Regions from separate parts of the Mus musculus genome. Here region 2 is linked to region 1. A link is a contact called in public promoter capture Hi-C data. All regions are on one chromosome and are shown on one strand. Each heading gives the region's core, a stretch centred on a gene start, on an enhancer-like site or on the middle of the called end of the contact. The rest is flanking DNA. Distances are from core to core; before and after follow the strand shown. Region 1 holds the start of Lekr1 (leucine, glutamate and lysine rich 1). Region 2 holds the start of Ift80 (intraflagellar transport 80).

The links. Promoter capture Hi-C pulls out the DNA fragments that hold promoters and counts their contacts.
Region 2: a contact with region 1 is called in a promoter capture Hi-C map of pre-B cells. The contact joins the promoter of Ift80 here to the promoter of Lekr1 in region 1.

What each region holds. Positions count from the first base shown.
Region 1 is chr3:65,663,568-65,671,524 of GRCm38.p6, reverse strand. Lekr1 (leucine, glutamate and lysine rich 1) reads right to left here and starts at 5,297. Exons shown (of 13, transcript NM_001166659.1): 1 at 5,214-5,297; 2 at 2,347-2,435. The coding sequence starts at 2,394.
Region 2 is chr3:69,001,011-69,008,967 of GRCm38.p6, reverse strand. Ift80 (intraflagellar transport 80) reads left to right here and starts at 4,398. Exons shown (of 20, transcript NM_026641.2): 1 at 4,398-4,536. It overlaps Smc4 (structural maintenance of chromosomes 4), which reads right to left and starts at 4,230. Exons shown (of 24, transcript NM_133786.4): 1 at 3,878-4,230; 2 at 2,755-2,892; 3 at 1,601-1,779; 4 at 848-1,039. The coding sequence starts at 2,887.

The sequences.
Region 1 (7,957 bases), core at 4,048-6,547:
TACATTCATTTCTTAGCAGGATAAAGGGTGAAGGAGTTGATGATGCTACAGAAGCTATGTCAACAGGGACAGCAAGCGCATACAGTTGTAACACAATTTATGTCAATTTTTAAGAGGTTAAAGTTATTGTATTTATAATGTATGGATTGGAAAAACTAAATATAGAAGAAATGCCTTTACCTGAAAACAGATGTAAACTAATACAGTGGAGGGTAGTATAAAAGCTATAAAGTGCTTGTTAACTAGAGTAAACAAATTATAAATAAAAAAATCAAAGCTGGTACGATAATTCAGCAAATAGAGATACTCATTGCCAAGCCTGACAACCTAAGTTTGAGCTCTAGGACCCACATGGTAGAAGAAGAGAACCAACTCCCACCAGTCCCTCAAATGCTGTGGTCCAAACCCTCGCACGCACGCACGCACGCACGCACGCACGCACGCACACACACACACACACTGTACTGGCTGGTTTTGTATGTCAACTTGACACAGGCTGGAGTTATCACAAAGAAGCTTTTGGTCAGATAGCCAGCTAGGCCAGCCTGTGCCATGCTGAACACTTCTGACAGGCCCTGAACAAATGACACAGTCATCACACTGCCTGCTCTGGCCCCTGAATATGCAGCCACAGCCAGCACTGTTTGAAACCATTTGTATCAAAGTTTCTACTATTATGGGCCTACGCAAACTCCAGATGACCCTGCAACTATTTCTACCTAGACCAGAGTAGGGGAGCATTTTCCATGGTGTCCTAGCTAGTAATGTGACTGTTAAGGACAGGCACAAAGCAGGCATTGTCTTTTTGATGCATGCGAGGCTGGCTGTGGTTCCTGTAAACACCTTTTCTCTGGATACATAACTGGCTGTGTGCTCACTAGGAGAGCTGGATAGGAAACACCCTCCTGTGTTTCCTCCCTCATTTTGTAACACTGTGCTCAGGAGAAGGTTTCTTCCCTGTGTGACTTCTTGCCCACATTTGATAACACAGGCTAAGCTGGTAACCACAGTGGAGATGGTGGCTCACCGGCTGCAGCAGTCACGGCTGAGCAGCCAGCACAGTGAGCCACAGACATGGCTGGGAGGTGAGCACACTGAGCCACAGAAGTAGTAGAGCAGCCAGCCAGCTGACAACTGCGGCAAGAGCAGAGCCGGGCAGCCAGCAGGCCAAGCTGCAGAGAGCCGGGCAGCCAACAGGCCAAGCTGCAGAGAGCCGGGCAGCCAACAGGCCAAGCTGCAGAGCTGCAGAGTGGCAGCTGTCAAAGATGTGCAGCCACTGAACTGTGCATGTGCCCAGGGCAGCAGCAAAAGTCTGGTCATACGGCCTGCCAAATGGCAGCGGTAACTCAACCAGAGGCCACAGCAACAAGAGCAACTGGATAATCCAAGAAGGTGGTCAAGGTGAAAATGAGAGGAACCGTGGAAACACAGAAAAGGCAGGAAGCTGAAGAACTGGAGCTTGTGAGGGACCAGCAAGAGGAACTGCAGGCCTTGGTCACAAAGAGTTTCAGAAAGTAGAGTGTCTTTAGAGCCAGGGGTCCTCAAAACAGTCCCCAGGTCTAGGGGTTTTAAAACTGGTTACCACCAAGGGCTTAGGAATCCTAACTCCCTAGGTCCACACAAGAGCTGAAATACTTGTAAAGCTAAGGGTCTTGGACCTCTAAGCCTGTACAGGAGTTCAAACACTTCTAAAGCTAAGGCTCCTGCTACTTGAGGCCTTCCTGAGAGCTGAATATTGCAGAGTGCTACCTGCTTTTGTTCCCACCTGCCTGCTGCCAACACTCAAAATACTAAGGAATCCTGGAAAAGTATCTCCTTGCCCAGCCACAATCTCCATCTGGATAGAACAAAGGACAACACGGATTGGTAACTGATTACAATCGTATCTAAACCAGGTATGGTGGTGCTCACCTCTAATCCCAGCTCTCAGGAGGCAAAGGGAGGCAGATCTCTGTGAATTCCAGGCCTGCAGGTCTATGCATGAGTTCTAAGCCAGCCAATGCTATACAATTAGATCCTATCTAAAACAAAACACAATTAAGCAGCACCTGGCACACAGTGGTTGATGAGAATTAATGTACGTGAAAATGCATCATGAAAAGAAATCACAAAAGGCTATAAACAAGTCTAGAATCTGCTTCCACTGGGACTCTAAAGCCAGAAGTGAGATTCTGCATCTGTCTTGTTACACGTTCTGTGCAGTCAACGTTCCAGCGTGGCTACTCCTCCCACCGCAGACTCATCCCTGGTTCTGCTGTAGTTCTCTAAGTTCACTCTCCAGTATTTTACAATGATCTAACCGCTGAGACTCTCCTAATGTTACGCTCTTATAATGCCACATCATACCTTTTGGATTTCTTCAGGTAAGGCATGCATGGGAATGTGACGATCCATAGTTCCCCAAACGTACTGAGAGAGCACTGCAGAAAAACAGCCTGAAAACATTGATGGCCATAGTCAGAATTCATTTAATGACAAGGAAATTCAAATGACTTAAACTTTCTTAGTATCTGAGGACGAACTGGCAAGAAACACTTCAAAGGTGCTTGTTTCTCCAACTCCACAGTAGAAGCTACAATTTAAGTTTCCTCAGCTAGTTTTTAAGCCACTCACACAGAAAGATATTTCAATTATTGACTTATATACCTTTTCTTTCAGAAGTGTATAAACTAATAGTAAAATAATAACAGTGCTTTACTAATTATTTGTTTTGCAGCAGAGTAACTGTAGGATTTTAAGTAGACTTATTTCAGTGTTGTTCTGAAAAATTATAGATATCAAGACCAAATAATATCGTATTATAGCTCAGCAGGATAAGAAAAAAAAAATGCTTGTGCCATCGAGGCTTGCTTAAATTATAGAGTACAAAAAATAGAGTTACTAAGTTATGAAATCCAGGCGCTGAGCCGAAGAGCCACCAAAGCATCAGAGACAACATAGCAACTGTAACAGAGATGGAGATCCACATAAATTTATCTAGATTTTACTTTTAACAGATTTTCATTTGCTAATACCAACAATTCAATATAAAACTTTTTTTTATTACTTTCATGAAACCACAGACAACAGAGACATTATTTTCTTTCTTCAGAGTTTTTCCAAATTGGACAAAGAATACCCAATCCACTCTTGATGAAGAGTCTGCCTCTCTGTCCACGGAAAGAGTAAAGGGAACTAAGAACGGCTTACTGATTAAAGCCCACGCACTGTAATGCCAGTACCCATAAATGTAGAAATAGCAGCTTTGGCGGGCAGAGACAGGGATCCTAGAAGCAAGCTGGGCGACTGGGCTCACTGAGCTGGCTGACCAGTTCAGAACTCAGGTGAGAGGTCCTGTAAGGTAGAGAGTGATGAAGACACTGGGCATCAAACTCCAGCCTCCACACATACAAAAACATGCATACACAGGTGTGCCTATGAACATGAATACACACATGGATTTGTACTAACCAAATGTCAGAGAGAGAGAGAGAGAGAGGTAGAAGATGTCAAGGCCAGAATGGTTGAGTGGAACAGATTCAAGTGAAAGAAACACAGATTCCACAGCAGAAAAGATGGTCTAAGGCCCGTGTCTGCAGAACACAGGCAATGTGAGAGTCAAGAGAGGATAATGACCTATCTTTTGGGTGGGGGATGGGAAATCAGCAAAGGCTTCCTAAGATTGAGTTAAATTAGGGGCAAGAGAGTGAAGGAAAAAATAATGCTGGTGTTATTTTTGTAAACTATGCAACCATCAGTGGAGGAGAGATTCCTCAACCCTGTGTTAGCCCAAAATATCCCTCATTTCAATAAGCTACTATTTAAAACAAACAAAACTAGTGAGCTGTCTTCCCACGTGTGTGCTTGGTAATATTAACTGAGGCCAACCACGGGAGTAATGGTAATTATGTGGACATGGGTCCAAGTGACCAAGTACATAATCATATACTGTCATAGTCACATGGCAAGAAACCAGAAGGCATTATCTTCAGTTAAGCCATCATTGGTGAATGGAAATGATAGTATCTTGGGCTCCACAGGAATATTTTTCCCTTATACAGCCAACTATATCTCCTCTTAAAGTGCCATCCACAAAAGTATTAGCAAGCATGGACCTAAATAACGTATAAATTCAAGGTACCAGTGGGATGTTTATTATTTAATGCCTTCGCTGTGACTACTCTTAACATATTACTATGTCACCAGAAGTGGCAGGCTTCTGGCTATGAAAGAAAAATTTAAAAATAGCACCCTGGTAAATTTGAAAGACCTCTAAAACGAAGTGGAGGAGAAACTGATGTCAATGCACATCGCACAAGACATAGTAACAAGATTACAGGCAAGATACATTCATTGGATTCGTCCCAAGAACATGTGTAACTTGTCCTCATATAAAGACACTTTATTGTAAACCCATGTAAACTGTGAGTGCAGACTGTAATAACTAGGTGCTTTTCTGCTAAGCAATGCATGCTGATGATTACAACTAAGAGGTGGGCACCTAAAATTCCCAAGGTGACTAGAAGGGTACTACTTTCTTTAACGTTTATTTTTGTTATTGCCTATATTTTAAGAAACAGCTTGTAAGCCGATTAGAAAAGTCCATTGGGTCTTTATAAAGATGTGACTACTCGTGAAAAGAATAGTAGAATCCACATATAATTCCGCTTTTCAAGAAGTGTAGGGCTGTTTGCTCTTTAGCAGAAGAAAACGTGATTTTTAAGTTACCCATTCAGTATTTTAACCAAACAAGTTCCTTTTGGTCTTTCCCATTATATATGTGGAAACTGTCCTTGGCAAAAGTACAGAGGTACGTGGCCGCTGCTACGTGCGTTTGAGAACCTTCTCTGTGACACTGGTCACGAGATAGACGTGCGTGTTCTTAAACGCAGAAATGCCCTTGGTGGTTCATTTCCGATTCTTACACCGGTGTCACGCCCGGTCATTAACTCAGGTTCTGCTTCCAGGCCCTTCCTCAAGTACCATTCCGGGGGCGTGATTCACCGAAGGGCAGGTCGGGGGCAAGAGAGCAGGAGGTCACTGCAGGAAACTAACCGCCCGACCGGACTGCGCTGGCCCAGGCCTCGCCTGGGGCGCCGAGAGGCCGCCCCACCTTCCCGCCTTCCTCCTCCCGACCCCCGCCGCCCCGCAGTCCCGCGCCGCCAGTCTCTGCGCCGGAACTGTGTCCCCGCCGACCGGGTCCTCTGAGGACTGAGGAAGGCCATGACCCTCACCTAGCCCGGGACTCCGCAGGGTGTAAAACGGCTTCCCTGGTCTCCCGGGCGACCGCGCTGCACGTTGGCCTGACGTCAAGGCGCGGTGACGTCACAGCCCCCGCCGACGCGGAAGCGGAGCTTCTTTTGCATCATTTGTCCCAAAAGCGAGCTAGGCGGAAGCTGGAGCGGGTGGCGGGGGTCGAAGGAGAGGGCGGATTTACGCGCGGTTCTGTGACGGACGGGGATGGGGCTCTGGAACCCGCGGGGACGACGGGCAGCCGAGGCTGATGAAGAGGCGGGAAGTGGGTGGCCATGTGCCTCATCTGCAGGGGCAATCATTGTTGTCGAACGGAAGGAAAAGAAGCTTTTAAGTGGAATTGACTGGGGAAGGCTTGCTTAGAATTTCATTCTGGTCCAAAGAAGTCAAGATGACGGGTTTAGTTCATGAAGTATTACTGAGACGTGCTACTGCACACTCAAGTAATGGAAGGCCTCTTGTTTTTACACACTGACGACTTCCCTTTATTCATACTTTATTCATAAAACAAATACTGATGACCTACTACGCAACAAGCAAGCAGGATGAGATGATGCTTGGTGACTAACACAGGCCACTGGTATGATTAGTGTCTTCGTAGTCTGCTCCTTTTCCAGGAGCATCTGAGGTCCAAAGTTCTGATCCTCCAGTAACTAAAGAAAACACGGTTTCCTAGCAGAAAAGAACAATAATTGCTGTTAAAGAATAGTTTGCATGAATAGAAAGAAAAGGCATTGGAGAGAGGAAGGTGAACAGGTGATTTGAAATAGTGCCAGATCTATTGGAGCTGCTGGTTGATCACTAGTATGAAAATAACCGCATGAAAATAGTGAATACTCCCCTAAGTCATGAAAGATATAGATTATGCAGAAACTAACAACAGTTACTTACTATTGAGTAACTAGTATTATGTACTGTATATCATTGAATATATACAAGAGGGCTAGAAACAGAGGGCTTCTGACAGCATCACCACGAACACTACACAAAATGTCTCGGTAACTAACATCACTAGATATTAGGAATTTTATACCAAAAGTATTGTTATAGGGCACATAACTACAGTTTGGACAATAATTACCGAGCACTTGTATCTAAAAAGGAAGGCAATCCTCTGAAAATGGGATGAAATCCCATGGAAATGCTATAATTCACTTTCATCTATGCCTCTTCGTTACACATCACCTTGAGTCCATTTTCCTTACCACTGTAAATGCCCTCTCAATCCTAAATCCCATTGCTAATTAGCCACAAGCCTAACTTTCTGTAGGAGTGCCACATGTGGCACTCCTACAGAAAGTTTTCATTATTATATAAAGTCCAGTTTAGGTAGTGGTAGACCCAGTAAGAATTTAAAAAGAAAGGATAGCTTCCGGAAAGAACAGAAATAAGAAGTGTATTTCCAATTGGCCTATGCCAAATGGTCAGCCCTTGAAAACATGCATACAAGAAACAGTATGTGGCCTCTACAGGTTGTATTTGGAAATATATGTGTATATGCAAATGCATGTTTGAATCCAAGAACAATTGGGTAAAAGAAAGACAGTTTGTGCCTAATCTAATTGCATCTCGTTATGCCCTGTTTGGTGGATATCACTGGGAGGCCTGCTCCTTCCTGAAGAGAAATAGAGGGGCAGTAAGTCTGGGGGAGAGGGGAGGTTGAGGCCAGGGGCTAGAAAGGGGCTAGGAAGGATGGAGGGAGGGGAGGTTGCAGTCAGGATGTATGAGAGAAGAATAGAGAAAAGAGAGGCCATGAATTTGAAGGAGAGTGGAGAGAGTTATATGCTGTAATTAATATAAAAGCAATATAAAAGCAAATCTTTAAATCCTCTAAAATGAAACGTGTGAGTGAGTGTGTGTGTGTGTGTGTGTGTGTGTGTGTATACATACACTTTCAAAAAAGGTTAGCAGATTAGCACAGGTCAACTTTTGAGTACTGAAGAAAAAGGGTTGTTTTTGTTTTTGTTTTTGTTTTCGAGACAGGGTTTCTCTGTGTAGCCCTGGCTGTCCTGTAACTCACTTTGTAGACCAGGCTGGCCTCTAACTCAGAAATCCTCCTGCCTCTGCCTCCCGAGTGCTGGGATTAAAGGCATGTGCCACCACGCTCGGCAGCTATTTCACTTTTTACCATGACTTTTAAAGACAAGCCACCGTTTTAAAAAGAAAATTAAAAATTAAATTCCTTTTAATTTCTTTGTGACCCTTCATTGTTATTCTCTTTGAGGGTCAGTAACCCCCCAGGGGGTGCCCTCCTAGTTTATAGAGTGTCTGGATATGAATGAGACTCAGTTTTCCACGTGTCCTGTAGGTGTCTTACAGTTTATAAGAACTCCCATGTGTTTGTTGTCATAGGGATTTCCCAAAAATACTTATCACATGGGACAGTCATTTGGGGACACTTGTGTCATGAAACCTCCCTACCTTTCCCATGCACCTATGAAAAGCAGTATAGGAAAAATAGGTACTTTGTTTATAAATCTGCTAAAAACCAGCAGGAAGTCCACCCAAGATGGCTGATTTTAAAGTCAATGCTAGCTGGTACAAAGGTAGCATGATAAAATTACACTGAAGTCCAACAGTATTTTCATCCTGCAAGTCACAATACAATACAACTCTGTCCTCTTGTAAGTTTGAATAAAACGGTTCCGACGGGGCCTCCCAGGTTGGAAACAACAGCTGCTTTCATTGCTATTTCTGGGTTTCGTCCAGTGCAAGTGCAGAATTT
Region 2 (7,957 bases), core at 3,149-5,648, 3.3 Mb before region 1:
ATGATTGTGTGTGTGTGTGTGTGTGTTTGTGTGTGTAGGGAGACAGGATTCCCTTTCCTAAACAGCATTTCCTATCATTAATTAGAAGTAAACCATCATAAAAATTTGCAATCATATACATAATAAAGGAAATCAAGTTATAAGTCCATCTTAGCATTAAAGTTCATTTATTCTTAAAAGGCTCCGTGTCATATTTAATTTTGGATTAATTAAACAACAGGTACTAGACTATCATGACTTATTGGCAATCTAATTCTCTAACTCAAATGTGCAACAGAATGAATTCAGAAGCAAAATTCTGATAGATGCTTCTGTGTAGTTAAATTTCTTTATATGTAAAACATCCCCACCAGCATCCAATTATCTGTTACTTTACTATGGGCACTTATTTTTTAAGGTTCTTTTCCGTTGCTTTTTGAACCATGAATTTTTCTAAGCTATTAAACAGATGCCTGTCCCCTACCATTTCAAAACATACTTCATCACGGTAGTTCAAACCTTAGAAAATTTCATCTCTCTCTCTCTCTCTCTCACATAGCTACTAATTATTACATTTTAGAGTCAATTATTGCATTTTAAAAATTAAAATGTTTATCCTAAAGCAAAAAAATGTACAACTTTTCAAATGAAGCCCATATTTATAGTGAGTGAATGCTGAATTAGCACTTAGGGCCCCTACATCACTGTATTCTTCCAAAAAGCTGAAGTAAATATGTTCACAGAAGCAAAATCCATTTCTTATTGCTCTAATTATACACAAAGTAAAATAAAGAACAATTCAGATCTACAATAACAAAATGTGGCATGTTTCCTTTTCTTGCTTGAAGGTGCAAGTAGAAAATCTTACCTTATCAATTATCTTTTGAAAATGAACTTCTACAGTACAACTCTGAATATCCTTGTGTTCATCAGAATTATGTATCAGTACCGATAGCTTTTTAGACCTTATTTTTTGTGCTCGATAGCCAAACACAAAAAGCATGGAATCAATAACATTGGATTTTCCACTGCCATTTGGTCCAATAATACAGGAAAAGCGCTGCATAAAAGTAAATTTTTAAAAATTTAAATAGTCACACTTAATACTAATTTTAAACTACTCCATAATTTAATTTGTAATAAAAATCAAAGGTATCATTAAAAGTTTTCATTAGAAGATAAACACTTTTTCTTTCTTTCTCTTTAGAAATAAAAGCAGTTTATTAAGAAAAGGAAAGCACCCTAGGAATGGAGTGGGCCAGGGAACTGAAGGAAAACACAATCTGAGTTTTCTTACATCATGTTCTTCAATAGCACAAGCTTCACCATTTAAATAAAAACCACCTTCAAATTCTAATCCCGACATTTTACAAAACTCATTAGCACAGTCAACGGGGAAAACATTCCCTTCTAACAAAAACAGATTCCATTCAATATGCAAATATTGCTAAAGATATACCAAAGACATCAGATAAAGAAAAACTCATTCCTGTTGTTGAAGTCACAGGCAACATACTGTCTGTGCGTCTATGAGCATATGTGTGTAAAGAGTCAGGACCGTTAGAACACTGAAATATCTTGTAATTAAAGATGTATTCCACGTTATCTGAGCAGGCAGTACCTTATGGAAAGGTCCCAGAACTTTCTCTCCAGCATAGGACTTGAAGTTTTGGTTTACAATATGAGTTATCATGAGACGAGGAGCTCCAGCTTCACTGGCCATGGCTGGAGGTGGGGGTGGAGGGATACTATTCAAAATCTCCTCTAAACTTCTGTTATCCAGCTCCTCACCTGGAGGCTCTAGGTTAAGGGAGAGGCAAAGAGGGGAAAGCCTACATTAGTGTAATTAGTTGAACGTCTATCATCTGCTAGTATTTAAAGAACACAATGGAGGGATGTTACTTAAAGAAACCTAGGAATTTATCTTCCATACAAACATATCCTAAACTCATGGGGATGGATAATCCTTCAGATTAGTTTTATGTAAAATAAAATTCGTGAAAGCAATCAGACCAGTCACAAAATGTGTGGTATACACATTGTACTTAGAGGAGTCAAAATACTCAATATACCATAAAGAAAACCTTGCAACAAACGGATTCCCTGATGCAGGAGATGCAACCCTAACAATCGAAAATCCAACTCTCCACATGGCTCAGCTTAAGAAACTCACAAACTTCAGTAACATGGTGACAGGAATTTCACAGTAGCTCTTAATTTCTACCCTCCGCCTGCTCTACGCTCTCAATTATACCTTCTCTTTAAAGGCAATCTAGGGGGCCCAGCAATTTTTTTCTTGTGTAGAACCCAAGTTTGGTTTTCAGCACCCACAATGGGATGCTCGAGGTTCATGCCCTCCAGGGGCACCTGCACTCATGTACATATGCCCGCGTCACCCAACACTGACACACTTTATAAAGTAAAAATTAGTATTGCGCCCCAAAAGACAATCCAACAGTAAAGGGCGAGTCACGCAACTCCACATCACATTCACTCCAGTCTAAGGGCGCAGAGGCGCTCAGCACCCATGCCGCTTTCAGCGGAAATATGAGAAAGAGGTCAGTACTACTCTAAAACACAGAAACTCACAACGCAAGTTTTCCGCTCACTCTCATATCTTCCAGAACCGTTAGAGCAAACTGCATGGAATTCCTCTGAAAACCAAAGAACGGCTTTCCGGAGCTTCCCAAATCAACCTGTCGTCGCCTGCGCCCCGCCACCCTCAGAGGGTCTCCACAGGCTTCCGACGCACGGGGATCCCGACCTGTCACTCACTTGCGGGTGCAGCGCTCTCCGCTTCGCCGGCCGGTTGCTCCATCTCTTCGTCGCTGTGGGCACCGTCCTGGGAGGGCGGCGGCCCTTCCTCCTGGTGGCAGGCAGTGGAGGGCTTGGTGCCCTTACGCCGCATGGTGGCTGCGGCAGAAGAGTCCCGAGTCAGGTCGGCCCGCAGCTCGCCGCTCAGGCCCCGCAGCAGCAGGACGGGCTCCGCCCAGGACCCACCCCGCCACCGCGTTCCCCAACGCCGCTAGCCAGTAGCGGGTCCCTAGGAAAGTGGCTACTAGGAACCCAGCAGTGGCAACCGGGCGGGACGGGTTTTCCCACGCCCCAGCTACGTGGGGAAACATAGCCGCGCCTGCCATCGCGCCCAGGACGGAGGAATTCGCTCAGGCCACCCCCGCCCCTGTGGAACCATCTCATAAGAGAAGGACGTCTGCTGACAAGTCTCCTCCCGTCGGGGCTGGGGAGTGAATGTGCTCGGAATCGGGGAGGGAGGGAGAGAGGTACAGAGTGGGAGAGAGAGAGAGAGACAAGTTCGTCCAGCTTCGGGGCTGCGTGGCTACTCTCCAGAGCAGCAGCGCCTGCCTGCCCGGGCGACTTGTCAACCCCCTCCCTTCTCCCCGCCATTTAGGTCCTGACGCCCGGACGGCCCTCGGAGAAGTCCAGGTCTCTTTTCCTCATCGCCCCAGCGGAGAGGATGGCCGAAGCCGGAGTCACCCGCCACACACTGCTGAACTGGACTCTGGCAGCGTCTGCTTGGGTTGGGTCACTTTCCGGGATAGTAGGGGGTCTAACCCTCCCGGGTCCGGGGCGGAGTCCCGATGGACGACAGTGTAAGCCATGCCAAGTGCCCAGGAGAGGCTCTGAGTGGGGCTGCAGTCCCCTTAGGAGACAGGACGGATCGGCCTGGGGGAGGGGACGCTCTGGCCGAGCCAGGCTCGCTGCCTCCCCCAGGAAGAGGCGCCGGAGCCGCCGCCCGGCCGCCGAGGGGGAGGGGTGACAGGCACGGGAGCTCGCCGAGCCGCCTCCGCCGCTCCAGCTCCAGGCCTTGGGGTTGCGGGCGCCCGCGGGGCAGGGAGGAGAAAGTGTGACAACCTGATCTAGAAGAGAAGGACTTCACCTGTCGGCGGGTCCACTCCGAGCCGGGCTGAAATGGTGGCACGGCCGACCCCCCGCCTCGCTCCTCCCGGTGTCTCGGCTCCGGGTCCTTCACTCGAAAATGGCGCCTAAAATCCAAACTCGAACGGAAATTCGTTACAAACGCGCGCAAGGGTTTCTGGGACCCGCGAATTTGAAAAAAAGTGCGGCGAGTCCCACCGCCATCTTCGGGCCGTTCGGGCGCATGCGCGGGCTCTACCCCAGGGACCGTGGCGCCGAGGGCCAAGTTACGACTGGGAAGGGAGAGCAAGCAGGGCTACGTCCTTTCTGTGGACTTTAACAGAAATGAGAGTTTCGCACTTCTAGAACGACAGCATTTGAAAAACTGGAGGAATTTGAAAAAGAAGGAAAAAAAACAAAACAAAACAAGCAGGGTCCCGCCTACAATTGTAGGCGGGTCCAAGTTGCCCAATAACACCTTCCAGGGAGAGGGCGGGCTCGGTTAGGGGCGGGGTCAAGAGCCCGCTCGGGTGACTGGCACCTAGCAAGTATCGCGGGAACATGGCAGGGGGAAACGCTCGCAGCGCTTAGAAATCACTATGGTGACGGAAAGGTCGGGAGGCTATTTGGTAACTAGTTCGAGCTCTGAGAGCAGTCGCCACCGCTTTCCTGGAACTTGAGGTAAATTTCTTCATCTCCAGAGCCTTTGAAGAAAGGGCTTGGAAGCGGTAGCGGTCATTAAGACCTAGCTTCTCTTGGTTAGATGGGATGAGCTTTGCGGGAGCATCAGTTATTTTCCATCTTCTTCCAGCCACCAGGGTGTTGATCTTGGGATGTGGAGTTTACAGGTAAAGCGAGGAAACCGGGATTATTGAGTTAACCTTGTAGTCCATTTATGAATAACAATGATTTTTGAACTATTTTGTGTAAGTGACACTACTGAAAGGTGTTGAGTTTAAATAACCATTTGGCCAGCAGGGCTCCTAGTGGGAGAAAGGATTCGCTGGTGATAACTAGTTACCGTTATGGGGGAATTAGTTCATAAGTAGCATTTGTCTTTGTTACACAGTGAAAGGAATAGCAAGGGTTGTTAAATGGATGCGGCAATTCCTAATCCCGAGCGGTTTAGTTTCCTTAATGGGCTTTTAACCTGAGTTTGAGGATAATGATGGTTGGGACAGAGTTTCTGACTCTCCGAAAATTGTATACCAAGTTTTGTGTGTTTTGGCATTGTTTTCCTGAATGTTTAGTGACCCTATAATTTTGAAAAACGGTCTGTATCACTCATCCTCCCCAATGTTAAAGAACCGCTGATTAATTTCGCTGCCCCCAGTAAGTATTTATACAGCAACTTTTAAATTGAGAGCTGTTAGCCTTTCTCTTTTTTTTTCCTCAACCTATTTAGGGTTTGGCATTTTAGAGCACCAATAAACCTTTTTTTTTTAAAAAAAAAGATTTATTTATTATTATAATCTAAGTATACTATAGCTGTCTTCAGGTGCACCAGAAAAGGGTGTCAGATCTCATTACAGATGGTTGTGAGCTACCATGTGGTTGCTGGGATTTGAACTCAGGACCTTCAGAGAAGAGCAGTCAGTGCTCTTAACCACTACTGAGCCATCTCTCCAGCCCACCAACCTTTAATGAATGAATTTACATTGTTCTAAAATATATTATGGCTTTGAGATGCCTAACACTTAGATTCAGTGATTCTCAGGAAGTGCTGGAGAGGACTACAAGTGTGGGAGTCTGGAGGAGTTTGGAGATTGGTGTGGTTTGAATAAACGTTTGCTAATATAATAATGTACCTTTATATTTCTAGTTGAAAATAAATTGTCTTCATAAAATAAATGTCACCATGAAGCTCAATGAATATTTTTTGGGGGGGGTATGGAGGACTAGTAGGAGTACCAAGAGGATAAAGGGATTCTTTTTAGGGGCTTCTGGAGTATTTTGTATTTTCAGAGGTTCTAAAATACAACAAAGCTGAGCGGAAGAGATACCTGCTATGAAAGAAGTAGACTGGGCCAGGGGAGATGTGTGGTGTTAGAAGCACTTACTGCTCTTGCAGAGGACCCAGGTTCTGTTCCTAGCACCAACATGGCTCTCAGAACCGTCTGTAACTCCAGTTCCAGGGATTCGGTGCCCTCTTCTGGCCTGGAGAGAGACATGCATGTGAACCACATCATGCAGAGAAGACACTCATACATGTAAAGTAAATGTAAGAAAAAGGTAGAATAGACCATATGGGAAGGTGTATATGCTAGTCAGAGCAGAACTTACTAGAAAGCTATAAGTAGGAAGCAGGAAGGCTGGAGAGACGGCTCAGCAGTGAGGACCACTGCTGCTCTCGCAGACCTGGATTTGGTCCCCAGCACCTATACTGAGAGTTTATACCTGCCTGTAACTCCAGTCCAGGGGACCTGACGCCCTTTTCTGCACAATGGTGGTGCTCGGCACACACATACGTGCATGCAGTATACACATTAAAAGTTAGAAAACAACCCTAAATCCTATTATTTCTTTGGATGTAGAATTGGGCAGTTTACTCATCAAGTGTCTCTGGGAATGTTAAAAATCAACAGATAATGTCTATCTCAGAGCAGTGTTTGTTCATCTAGTATACATAAGTATTTGATATTACTATGTGATGGCATTTGAGGAAGAGTAATTTAGGAAGGATCTTGAAAGGCAAATTAAGAATATAGCTACAGGCTGGGTGTAGCTTGGGAGATGAGGCAGGAAGTTTGCCATGCATTTAGAATACCTGGGCTATGTGTTGAGTTGGAGCCAGTGCTATAGAGTGAGAGTGTTTTTTAAAAAAAAAAAAAGGAAGACTTCTTAACAACTGAAATGGGTTATGTTGTTACAGGGAAAAGAAATCAGTCATAGGTTTAGATAGATCGATATTAAACACTCTTTCCTGAGTAGGGAAGAGTGCCTAGGCAAGAGAAAGGAAAGATTCACGGTTCTTTTGGACAGACTACTGCTGTTACAGGTTTTGGTGGTTAAGAGTATAAACCCTTAAAGACAGTCAAGTGCCGTTCTTTATGGATCTCTGAGTTAGTGAAAAGGCAACAGGTAAAACAAGCAGTAGTGCTGGCCACTGAGTCGGATGCTGGTATCAGTATGGAAAGTCTTAACTAACGTGGAAAGGAGTGGTCTTCAGTAAATCACTTAACGACAGCCTCAAATTTAAATGAACTTAACCATGCCCTGTCAGAACAAACATCTCCCTCCCTCTCTCCTTCCCTCTCTTCCTTGAAACAGGGTCTCATTATAGCTCAGACTAGCCTTGAATTTCCTATGTAGCCAAGGCTAGCTTTGAATTTCTATTTATCTGGACTTCGAGGCAAGCATCATCATGCCTGGCAGCACAGACATTTTTATAACAGCTATAAACTAAGTTGCGTAATGAAGAAGAGATATAACCGAGAGCTATAGAGTAGACGTAAGTCGGAATGTGAACATGATGAAATAGGCATTTAGGGATTAGGGATGTAGGCTTGGTTGGTAAAGTGCTTAAAGAGGCCCTGGATTTGATTCTCAGCTCTGCATAAAACCTATCATGGACAGTATACTCCTGTATTGCCAGCACTCAGGTGGACAAGGCAGGAGTAGAATAAATTCATGATTATTTTTCACAGCTAGTTTAAGGTTAGTCTGGACTATTAAGCTTCTGTCTCAGAGAAACAAAACAAATCTGTGTGTGTTGGTCCAGGCCTTCTAGCACCTGGGGGGCAGAAGCAGGTGCATCTCTGTGAGTTCAAGGCCAGTCTGGTTTATTATATTACTGAGTGTGATTAAAAATGTCAAACAGTATTGGGGGAGGGCATAGTGCAGTTGCAAGCGCCTGCTTTGTACCCAAAAAAGGTGAGGAAATAATTATCACTTCTCGTTGAGTTCTTCCTGTTATCCATCACTTATATATCTTCTTATATATCTTCCCAGAGAAGTGTTTTAGTACCCGCCAGCTTAAATCTATAACATCTTTTTCATTTGCACACAGGGATTGAATTGTATTTTACAAAAGTTTTGTAGTATGTGTACACGGTATGTGTATAGGCATGCTAAGGCACACATGTGGAGATCAGAGAACAAC